Linked DNA regions of Hordeum vulgare: region 2 is linked to region 1. Evidence: chromatin contacts called from public Hi-C data. All regions are on one chromosome and are shown on one strand. Each heading gives the region's core, a stretch centred on a gene start, on an enhancer-like site or on the middle of the called end of the contact. The rest is flanking DNA. Distances are from core to core; before and after follow the strand shown. Region 1 holds the start of LOC123445030. Region 2 holds the start of LOC123445034 (GDP-L-galactose phosphorylase 1-like).

Region 1 (5,829 bases), core at 1,043-3,542:
GAGATGTTACATCAATGTGAATAAAATCATCTTTGTTGCATCATACTTTAGATATGTTGGCTGTCCAGAACAAATCAACAAGGAGTGTTTGGACCAAGTGTTTTTGTCGAGATTTCTTTTGTTACACCAAACCCAATAATTGGAATCCAAACTAATCCCAAGAACTTGAATTCAAACCCAAATCTGCCCTGATTCTTGGAGTTTTCTTTTTTTGTTACACTAAACCCTGTGAATTTAAACCCGAATTGCCCTAATCTAAACAGATTGTAAATAAAAAATGTAGTGAGACATTGATAGCTAGTGACGCAGCCACTTTCTAGCTTTCACCAGGACAATCATCGAATAAATATCCTGTACATCAAGCCTGAGAACATCACCTGAGCATAATACAATTATGTGCTATCAAAACTTGATTCAACCTTCAACAGCACTACGGCACGGCATTACACATCGAACAGACACCTAAGTCACGGAAACACCAGAGAAGCTGCTTCTTCTCAAGTCTCTGCAAACACTAAGCAATTCTCCTGCGCCTTCAAACACAGCAGCATCATACAACACTTGTCACTGCAATGATAATTTGTCCTGCAGTAGCTATCATACACCCAAGCAACGCACCAGCGACAACCTGGGAGCAAATTCCAGTGGACAGTAAGTTTCCTTTTAAGATCATGGAAGGGCAAATGGACAATAAGCTCAGTTGGCAACCGGCGACAAATATGGCATCACTTTTGAACTGCCAAACTATTACTGAAATGGAGAGTGAAAATGACATTTGAGCAGACCTGGGTGGGAGTATGTCCTAAAAGTTCACGCAATGGTCTTGTTTCAGCCAAGGGATGTTCAGCGGGTAGTTCACAAACTATTTGGTTTAGCACCTAAAGAATGGAGAAAACGAGAACAGGTTCAGCATATATAGTCACAAAAATAACAACATCACAGCACAATCATGAAAAACAGAACAGCTGTTGCATACCGCCGCTTGCTTTCCAGCATGCAATCTGACACCAGAAGCATCGTACATCACCTGCCAATCAAGTGACAGAATCGAAACTCAAAGACTTGATCGTCATGAATTAAAGAGACAGGCTTGCACTCAACATTTTAATGTCCAACTCATGGTAATCCAAGAAGCAACATCTTTTTCTTCTTTTATGAACGAAAAACAGGGGAGGGGAGGGGAGGGGAGGGGATGAGATGGATAACCTACCACACTTGCGAATATCGTCGCTGTGGCAAAGAGGGAACTGCCAAAGCCATCTTGGAAGCCAATCGCTACTGACAATGCTGTAACGGTTGCGGAATGCGATGACGGCATGCCACCGGAGCCAATAAGCTGCTTGGGATCCCATCTCTTCTCCTTATACCTTCCATTAATAAGAACCAGCGCACATCAAAACCTATTGCAGCAGCACTGGTCTAAGAAAGCTCTGTGCAGCATTAACAAGCGTGATGCAACACGGCGTAAAGGGGAATTTAATCCAAAAATCCATCGCTATGACAGACCATGCTAACGCCCAAATCCATAGAATTTTCTCGTTTGTTTTTGCCTCGTATGAATATCTCTTTTTTTTGGATGATCAAGGGCTTGTGAAAGAAACGAAGCATGCGGTTGAGGCTGCTCCGTTTAGATGTGTGATGAATTGGAGCCCAGCGATGCATTGAGGCTCAAGAAATCCAAATTCCACCCCGGAGCACCAAATCTTGTGCTTGATTTGAAGCAGAGAGAGATGACGGCGAATTTGCTTATGCTCCCAGCTCATTTTACATTCTACGTATATACTCCAGATGGAAGCAAATAATAATAATTCCGGAGGAAATCGGAGGGGGTCAGCTGTCGACGCCAGATCTCAACCAGGAGGAGAATTCCCCGTGCTAAGCGAAAGAAGCGAGTGAAGACCAGGTTTGACCGGCCCGCCGGGCCCGGAATTCCACGGCCGAACACGACGGGGCGAGAGGAAGGCGGCGCTGCTGCTGCCGCCTGCTGGGGGGAGGAGGCCAAAGGAGGAGTAGGAGGAGGAGGAGCGAACGGTTGGTTGATGGATTTATTACCTGGTGAGGAAGAACTTGATGGACTGGGCGATGGCGAAGCCGAGCAGCGCGGCGACGAGGGGGTAGTTGTGGAAGACGGCGAGGTAGGAGAACCCCGAGGAGGCGTCCGGCGGCGACGAGGAGGCGGCGGCGCCACCACCACCACCGTCCCCCATGGCTTGTTTCCTTTCTTCCTCCTCCTCCTCCCGGTGGCGACGGACGGCCGGCTAGCCTATTCCCGGTATAGAGAGTTTACTTATAGCGATTTCCCTATATACTCGTAAGCACTAAATTTATAGCTCTCCTTCCCTCTTAGTACTACTATTCCAAAAATCCTCTGCGCCAATGGGGGCCCCATTCGCCCTACTATATGCCTTGCCTTTTCGGCGCGCCCTCTCTCTTTATTTTTGCGGGGGTTTCCCTCTCTCTCTCTCCACGAAGAAAAAAAGAAACTGCTCAAGTTTCTCGCTCTCCCCCCACCCAATTTTTTTTATCTCCGTCTTGTACTCTCGTTGCTGGTTTTGAGTAGTACTACTTTTTTTTGAACTCGTCATTCAAAAAAAGGTTAGTATTTTTTCGAACTCAACATTCAAAAAAAGATTAGTATTTTTTTTGAACTGGCGTGCTGATGCTGATGAGGATGATTGGGGGATCGTCAGGGAGTATAGTAGGGAGGCTGATGCTGCAGCCGATGCCGATGTCGATGCGGATTGTGGGATCAGGGGTGGAGCGGAGGCGAATATGCCGGGGGCGGGGCGATGGTTGCAGCTAATTAAGAATCGGGTCGAGGTTTTGTCCGGTGGCGGCGGACCCGGGATTAATTAGCCTCCGGCCTTTTGTTTGGAAAAAGGCAGGCACGCACGCACGCTTTTGCGTGGCTTGCAAAATGACTCAACGGAACGGTGACCTCGGCCGACGGCGACGGTGCCAAGGTGATGATGGCCTGGCCCGCCCCAATCATGAGATCGGCAGCGTCGCCCGGCCCTCATGCAAACTACCCGAGCGGCTGCTGTGAATGGAGAATGATAGCCGGCCCAAAATGCGTGCCCCTGTGTATCTTCATTCGGATTGTGCACCCCCCGATGTTGAAATACGTACGGCATATACCTTCTCCACACGTAAAACAACTACTCCCTCCGTTCCTAAATATATCGCTTAAAAGACTTATATTTAGGAACGGAGGGAGTAGTACGATGATTTTTTTAGGACAACTATATAATTATTTGGTGGTGAGGTTTGTTGGGTCACGGGCTAGGTGAAAAAGTGAAAGCCCGCCTCGCATGCTGGAGAAATAATGCTTCTGGTAAAATGGCTTGGATCAGGGACGCGGTACGAGCGCCCATTCTTGCACGCACAGGCATTTGTATGCAGTCACGGAACGCCCAGAACTTGCACCAAACTGCACGCAGAAACCGCTCATTTTACATTTTTAACTCTCTTATATACTCGTACTAACATGTATATAAACGAGTAAATAACAATAACGACCTGTAAACGTACGAACAAGAGGCTCAGTGCGGCCGTAAAAGAAAACAATGGACCAAATCGTGTTGATCAGAGAAGGGGTTCAGAATGTTGCCTGGTCAACAAAGACAACACCAACCGCACCCGATCCTCAAAAAAATAAAACACCAACCGCACCCGATCCTCAAAAAAATAAAACACCAACCGCACCCCACACACACACACAAAGGACAAAAAAAAATCGCTGTTTCTTTACTCATGAGTATAGTAATCTACAGAACCAAACCAACCAACCATTTCTTATAAACCAGGGTCAAAGTCGGATCCATTCAACTTGGCCTGCTTTGACCTGGAACTGTCTTCTCCTAGATTCCCATTTGCATTTCACCAGAAAACCATCATAAGGCAGGCACACAGAAACCGTCAAGATCACGCTTTACCACAACCACAAGGCTACCAAATATTCACATCTCCTGCACACAACAGAACAGCATCTACTACATCTAAAACCTCTAGGCTACGTGTGCCATCTTTCATTTCGTGATATAGAACCGGTTGTGCGGGGCGCGGGGGTCGGTCATCTTCTCAAAGTCGAGGTCCATGTCGTCGTCGTACTCCTCCTCCTCCTGAGGCTCCGACGCCCTCCTCCGCCGCTCCCGGGCCTCGGCGGCCTCCCTCAGCGTCTTCTTCCGGACGTAGTCCTCGTACGACGTCTCGCACCACTTCTTGGCGTCCCCGATGATCTGCTGGTTGTGCCGCTCCACGTCCCGCTCCAGCTTCACCTTCTCCGTGTTGCGCGGCTCGCCCCAGTAGTCGTACCGGTACATCGGCTTCGACGGGTCGTAGTAGTCCTTCCCGTACACCACCGTCTCGTCCACGTCATACCGCCCGGGCTCCTCGATGGGGAGGCCCAGGGCTTTCCGGCTGCCGGTTTATATAGGTGTTAATAATGAGAGCGTGTGTGTTGGATGTGATGAAACTTGTTGCTCAGTTGCAGTTTACCAGCATATGTCTCTGAGCAGAGCCTCCCTTTCTTCGTAAGATCGACGCCACTGCAGCAGATCGTACTCGTCCATTTCTATGTTCCGTCGCATCTTTTCAATTTTGTACTCCTCTCCTCTTTCTTGTGCCTCCGCTTTAAGCCTTTTAATCTCCTGCATCAGTTAAACTTCAGCATCAGCAAAGGAATGGCAGAGAGTGACTAAACAAAATCCAGCTAATGATGGAAGAAGCGGTACCTCACGCTCAATGCGAGCAGCCTTCATATCGAGTTCTTTGATGTTTACATTCTAATAACAGAAAAAATTCAGAACCACAATGGGGGTATCATCAAGGGATCGCTGTACTGTGAAATAAACACCCAATGATGATCAAAGTAATCATGGCACATAAATGCGTACCACAACTTTCTTTTTAAGCACTGTTTCTTTGATACGTCCTTCAGTGTACTGAATCCTATTTTCTTCGTCGAATGAGGATGTATCAACTGTTGACTCGTACGTCACATCCTTGAATTTATCTGGATTTTCATCCTCGTGGTCTAGAATCATCTGCTCTGCATTATGCCATTCCCAAAGCTGCAAGCAAATAAAAAACATTCCTGCTAAGCCTGTCGAATGGGAACCAAATGTAAACACTAGGAGGGAGCAAGAGACATAAGCACGTTAGCGGCAGATATGTGACTACCGTTTCAACAAAGGGGTGGTCTGACACCAAAGGTTCTGTTTCCATGTCTGTCAAAGGCTTTTTCCTAGGAATGGGCGGCCTTCCACCTTCGCGCTGTCAGTGCATATAAAGGTAAGAAGCACACACAAGCACATAACACTGATGAAGTAAGAACAAAAAAAATGTGAAAATTGTTGAGGGGATTACTAGATTTAACAAAGTAGCAGAAAACAGAATCAAGAGGGCAAATGTTAAATTAATTGAGAAGTCTTACCCACAGCTGCTCTTCGTTAGTATCCTCCTTCCGGTGAAATATTGGTGGGAAGTCAAACCTATTAAATCTGCAGCAAGGAAGAAGATAGACAACCCTGAGTCAACTGAGAGTGAAGGTAAATCGAAACAATGCATAACACAATGGACATTAAAACCGTCACACAATCAGAACTCGTCAGAGTAACAGAGGACAAGGGTAGCGAAGATAGTGAGTTAGTGACGGCACTCACATTAGGTGATCAATGTTAGGATAGACAAGGCGCATTTCAAGTGGGAAGCGAAACCGATATGGGTCTCGTTTGGCCTGCAAAACAATAGATAGTTATTATTCATTAGTAAGGCGTATCTACTAAAGTTACTGAAATTCAAGGATCCAGGTTGCAAAGAGAAAAACAA
Region 2 (5,411 bases), core at 1,556-4,055, 150 kb before region 1:
TGTACCAAGTAAAAAAATATAGCTCATACTGAAACAAAGTAAATCAGGGTTATGGAAGAGCTCCGATTCATGGACTCATCGTTGACTTATCTTCATATTACATACTCTTATGCATAAAATTAGTTTTTCGCCACACTCCATGCTCTAAGCATACAAGAGCATGCATCATATCAGATGCAAACAGAGAGTGCCAAATAAAATACACTGGATTACAAATGTACAGCACAAATAATTTGGGAATTGACATCAAAAGAAACCTATTGTGACAACTTTTAGCCAATTGTTCAAATAGTTTTTGGTTTAATAGGCAGGTTTGAGAAGCAAGAAATGTACAAAACAGAATTAACAATACATTTTAAGGTTCACGTTATAATCAGTTGCAGGTTAGCAGAACCTTTATTGATGCATGCTACATCAACAGCAGATGAGTAAATAATATTGCTGAATCACCATCTGGTCAGTCCTATTCGGACATGCTACAAAATCCACACTTACTTCCATAGACTGAAGGGGAACACAGAAGGGTCCCACTTTTCTCTAGTACTAGTAATTAGCCAATCACAAGCAAAGGAAAACAGAACATGAAAAGGAAGTCAGATTCCAAAGTTTTGGGCTTACCACCACCGCTAAGCTTTTGTGCTTCTGCAATAACGTGAAGAGCAAGAGTTGTCTTTCCTGAAGCCTCTGGACCGTACACCTCTATAACACGTCCCTGCAAAGAATAATGTCATGCCAATTTTACGAAACAAAATACATCATTACAAGAAAACCATAAACGGTTGCTAAAAGATAACACTATAAACAGGACTACTGACTAAAGTCAAATGTAAATGAACAATTTTGTGGTACCAAGCAGATTACAAATTGCAACTTAATCAGCATCAAAGACCTTCCGCTCTGAAGAACATCTGTAACTTTATGGGAATGTGTACCTTTGGAAGCCCACCAATTCCCAGTGCCAGATCCAAAGAGAAAGATCCGGTAGACACAACAGGTACTTCTCTATGACCTTCAGAGCGGCCAAGCCACATTATTGCTCCTTTTCCAAACGAAGTTGTTATTTGATCAATGGCCTGATGTAAAGCCAAGTCTTTCTTTGACATGTTCTCCTCACCGGAGTCGGTTCCACTTGACTTTGACTTCTTTTTGGCTAAGCATACAACAAGAGGCGAATCAGTAAATGATTCAGTATGTAGTACGAATGGAACATAGTTGGAGCAAATCATGCAGTGCAGGCAACAGTAAGAAGTACTAGGAAATGATTCATTAGGTGGTAGCAATGAAGCATAATGGAAGAGAAACAAGTAATCATGCAACTGAATTTCCTAAAATTATACGTAGGTCCAAATATCAGTTCGGACAACAAAATTAAGCGGTTATAAATGGATCCACACATTGCAATGCTCAGAATATATGATAGAATATGTGCAAGAACATAAGAAGAAACGATGTGTACAACCTTTAGATGCGAAATCTCGGCAATGAAAGGAAGAACCACAGATCACCTGCCTATAGCTCTGTAGAAATGGTAAAGCATTAGCAACAACATATCAGTGTCCCAGTGTTCATAGACCATTGATTCTCATGAAAGTGTCCCACATAAATCAGCATCCTTTTATAGCCCATTAGGGAGAGACACTTGGTGAACTCTAGTGCACTATCACGTTTCCTTGAGTAATTCCTTTTTAACCTTATCATGTGTGATACATTTCTTTCATTGAATTTATTTAATCCCTGGTGGATAACAGCATACCATAAAGGCGCTGCAAACAAACTCTTCAGGCCAACTAGACTGCTACGACTTGCAAGGATGAAAAATGCGTGGGACTAATCTAGCCTTCCGAAAGCAGTTAAATGTATTTTCAGCATTGCATCACTGGTAAACCTAAATAAAGCAGAGAACATATTATGGCAAATTGCCTTTTCAAACGGTAAGCGCAAAACAGGGGATAATACCATACCTTAAAACAAATCGGTAAAAGATGGTGATTAAAACTGCGCCATCTGGTGAAATACGCTAAACTGACGCGGGCTTACAGGCTCGCACGGTGCGGAATCGAGATTAAAACAGGAGAAATCGGCCCCCACCAAAAAGGAACGCAACCGATCAAACCCCGAGACCAGAGTAGGGCTCTGGCTTCCGATCACTGCAGCGGAAGCATCGAGCTCGTCCGCTGTGGCTACGCGCCCCCAACCCCCAACCCACCCGAAAATGAAAACAGCGCACAGCGGAGAGGGCAGGGGCAGGGAGAGTTTTGACCTCGGGGCAGGAGGCGGCGGCGGAGGCGATGGCCCGCCGCAGCGACGCGCGCCTCAGGAGGGTCGCCATGGCTGCCGTCGGCGCGCTCGGTGGTTCTCCGTCCCCTGCAGCCGCGAGGGGAGGATTTGGGGAGGGAGGGGGGCTAGGGTTTAGGGTTTTACGCGCTCGGTTTTTTCTTCTCTGCTCAGTGTTGTTTTCGGCCGCCTCCTCCTCCTTTTGTTTTGCTCCCCGTTCTCGGGCGACGGGAAGCGCGAGCGAGCGCCCCACCCCCACTACTGGGCACTGGCCCGCACACCACCATGGGGACCCGCGACGACCACGCGTGGGTGGGACCCACTTGTCTGCGTCGACGAACTGCCCGAGACCTGTGTGGACCACGTCCACACGGAAGTGTAGTACGACCTCCATTTCCTTTCCCTTCCCGTGTAACCGCAGGCCCACGCACAGTCAAACAGCACGGCCGCGTTCTCTGGATTGGAGGCCCAACAAGAGGCGGGAAATGATCTAACTAAACTGACCCATACGGCCCGGCCCGGCCCGACCCGACCCGGCCAGTACATTCGTCTCCCTCGAGCGAGATCCGGCTCCCCTCCTCCTCCACGTGGGATTCGCGTGAATTTCCCGTCGTTTCCCACGGGCTGTGCCGCAAACCATCAGCTTCGGAGAGGCTCGCTCGCTTTGAGTGAGATCCAGTTCTTGGGCCGCCATTGCTGCGGCGCCCGCGTCCGTTCCCAGCAACAGCAGGAGGTCTCTGTACATGCCCGTCATCTCCCCCCTTCCTTTCTCGCTCGCGCCAACGCCGGCTGCTCCCGCGGCGTCGCGAATTCGCCGGAACGGCTTCCCGCACCACCGGCGTCTGCGAGGTATTCCGAGCTCGCTTTCTCTGTCTGAAGTTCTTCATGTCTCCTTTTGTGCTTCAGACGAGACAACTATATGTATACTGTTGGTGTTGCCTTGGCGACTTGTCGCTGACGGTGGATCGCCCCATTCGCCATGCTCTGGAATGGATACACTTGAGGCTGAAACTTGGGAATGTTCTGCGTATTCGATTTGATATCTGGGTTGCCTCTGAAGCTCCCGTTTCAGCTGAACTCAAATGTGCACTGCAGATGCGAATGGGCTGATCTGGACTGTGGTCTTGGACTAGACCTGTACCACTTGATGTTGGAAATTATGCACTAGGACTGCATACGTTCTTGCTCCACTGCTAACTAGTAGTGCAATATCGTTTCAGATCAAGTTGTTCAATTTACTTGAATTATAATTGGTTCTACTGGACGTGATGGAAGTGGAAACACTTAGCACTGGGATTTATTAGCATCATCTCCTACGAATAGGTGCCTGATGTTTTTTGTGTGGTCTGACGCTGCTGTCAGTTGGAACAGAAGCAGGCATGTGCAGCAACGGTTTTGATTCAACCAACTGCTTTCGTATGGAGGAGCTCGAAACAAATTTGTCCCCATTTCTCCACAAGCTTTTTAAAGAGGTTAGTACTGTTTGCACTTCTGTATGTTGTTGATAACTGTAACAGAAAGGAAACTGAATGTATTGTGAAATGATGAATGGTTTGTTGCAGTGGGATGACCGCAAGGCGAGGGGATTGTTTCACCACGACATCACTACCTGCGAGACCAAGGTTTCACATTCTTCTCTGATTAACTATACTGAGAATTCTCTGGGTTTTTCCCCTAGCTGAATTTCCTACTGTCACGTTGACAGGTGCTACCTGGAGAACACAATTTTGTTGCAACATTGATAGAAGGGCGTGACCAGAAGAAGCGGCCAACTGAATTTGGAATGAACCAAGTCCTCCAGCCATTTCATAGTGAGAAGTTCAATTTCACTAAAGTTAAACCACAGGAGGTGATCTTCAGGTTCCAAGAAACTGAGAATGATTCTGCCCAGTATTTTGACGGAGCTCCTCCCACTGTTTCAGCTTCTCCTAGCAGCATTTTAATCAACGTCAGTGTGTCTCCATCTCTGATATTACTTCTACCTCAGACAGCTTGAAAACTGATTTACCGTTTCTGTATTATGTCTCACAGGTGAGCCCAATTGGGTACTGTCATGTGCTTTTGGTCCCTCGAGTCCAGGAATGCTTACCGCAAAGGGTTGATCAAGAGAGCTTCTTACTGGCCATGTATGTCGCAAAGGAGGCAAGAAATCCCTTCTTCAGAGTTGGCTATAACAGTCTGGGTGCCTTTGCAACAATCAATCACCTCCACTTCCAAGTTAGTCATACTCAAACTTCATTGATTATCTCTGCTTTATGCTCGCCCTCTCACAGATATTGCTTGTCAGGCATACTATCTGAAAGTGCAATATCCAGTCGAAAAGGCACCAACAGAGGAACTAACAGTCGTAGGGAACGGTGTCAGCATTTCTCAGCTGGTGCAGTACCCAGTAAGCGGCTTTGTATTTGAAGGAGGAGCGAGCCTGGAGGATCTGTCACAGGTTGTCTCAAATGCCTGTATCTTCTTGCAAGAGAATAACAGACCTTTCAATGTTCTTATCTCTGAATCTGCCAAGAGAGTATTCCTTCTACTACAGGTACAGTACTGCAAATGCAACCTCAGTTTTATTTGTGATCTAGAACTGGACTGTCGGCTTAATATTTTTATCTCCCTCCGAAATGTTCGATCGACCAGTGCTATGCCGAGAAGCAGACTTCTGGAAAGGCGAGCCAGGAATTTCTCGACATGAGAATCAATCCAGCAGTCTGGGAGCTCAGCGGCCATCTGGTTCTGAAGAGGAGGAATGACTACGACGAAGCATCCGAGGCAACATTATGCAGTTTTTTGGTTGAAGCGTCCCTGTCTGGACCAGAGTTCCAGGAGCTGAAGAGGTGCGTCTTGGAGTCCCTGGCCAGTGCAAGTCCTGAATAGTAGAGATGAGACCAGTTTTTAGGTGCTGATCAGTAATGTTGGGTGTGCTAAGTTGTTTCAGACATGCTATCAACTCTGAAATCGGCAAGGCCTGAGGGCCTCTGATGAGTCACCCGTTTGTTCCATATATCCGTAAATGATAACTTGTACATTGTCATTGAGCGTTTCGGAGCTGAATTACTCTTTTTTTTAGAAAGCTGGGGGCTGAATTACCGTAGCAGTGTAGATGTTTTCAGTCAAAGCCCTGAACACCATAATCTTCAATC

What was found. Hi-C and Micro-C count contacts between places; a contact is called where the count stands out from the background.
Region 2: a contact with region 1 is called in a Hi-C map of seedling, with 4 times the contacts expected there. The contact joins the promoter of LOC123445034 here to the promoter of LOC123445030 in region 1. A contact is called at or near these places in 4 of 6 Hi-C or Micro-C datasets (leaf and seedling) and 1 of 1 datasets of contacts at active chromatin or transcription factors (embryo).

The regions. Positions count from the first base shown.
Region 1 is chr3H:558,038,192-558,044,020 of MorexV3_pseudomolecules_assembly, reverse strand. LOC123445030 reads right to left here and starts at 2,292. Exons shown (of 5, transcript XM_045121945.1): 1 at 2,053-2,292; 2 at 1,211-1,367; 3 at 977-1,027; 4 at 786-878; 5 at 295-628. The coding sequence starts at 2,207. The coding sequence ends at 551. It overlaps LOC123442022 (protein PLASTID TRANSCRIPTIONALLY ACTIVE 10), which reads right to left. Exons shown (of 13, transcript XM_045118150.1): 7 at 5,664-5,737; 8 at 5,435-5,501; 9 at 5,182-5,274; 10 at 4,896-5,072; 11 at 4,734-4,784; 12 at 4,498-4,649; 13 at 3,729-4,419. The coding sequence ends at 4,029.
Region 2 is chr3H:558,185,457-558,190,867 of MorexV3_pseudomolecules_assembly, reverse strand. It overlaps LOC123445034 (GDP-L-galactose phosphorylase 1-like), which reads left to right and starts at 2,805. Exons shown (of 7, transcript XM_045121949.1): 1 at 2,805-3,123; 2 at 3,646-3,746; 3 at 3,837-3,896; 4 at 3,980-4,222; 5 at 4,306-4,491; 6 at 4,562-4,810; 7 at 4,909-5,306. The coding sequence starts at 3,018. The coding sequence ends at 5,145. It overlaps LOC123445033 (DNA repair protein recA homolog 3, mitochondrial), which reads right to left and starts at 2,444. Exons shown (of 8, transcript XM_045121947.1): 1 at 2,261-2,444; 2 at 1,460-1,517; 3 at 933-1,150; 4 at 619-712. The coding sequence starts at 2,329.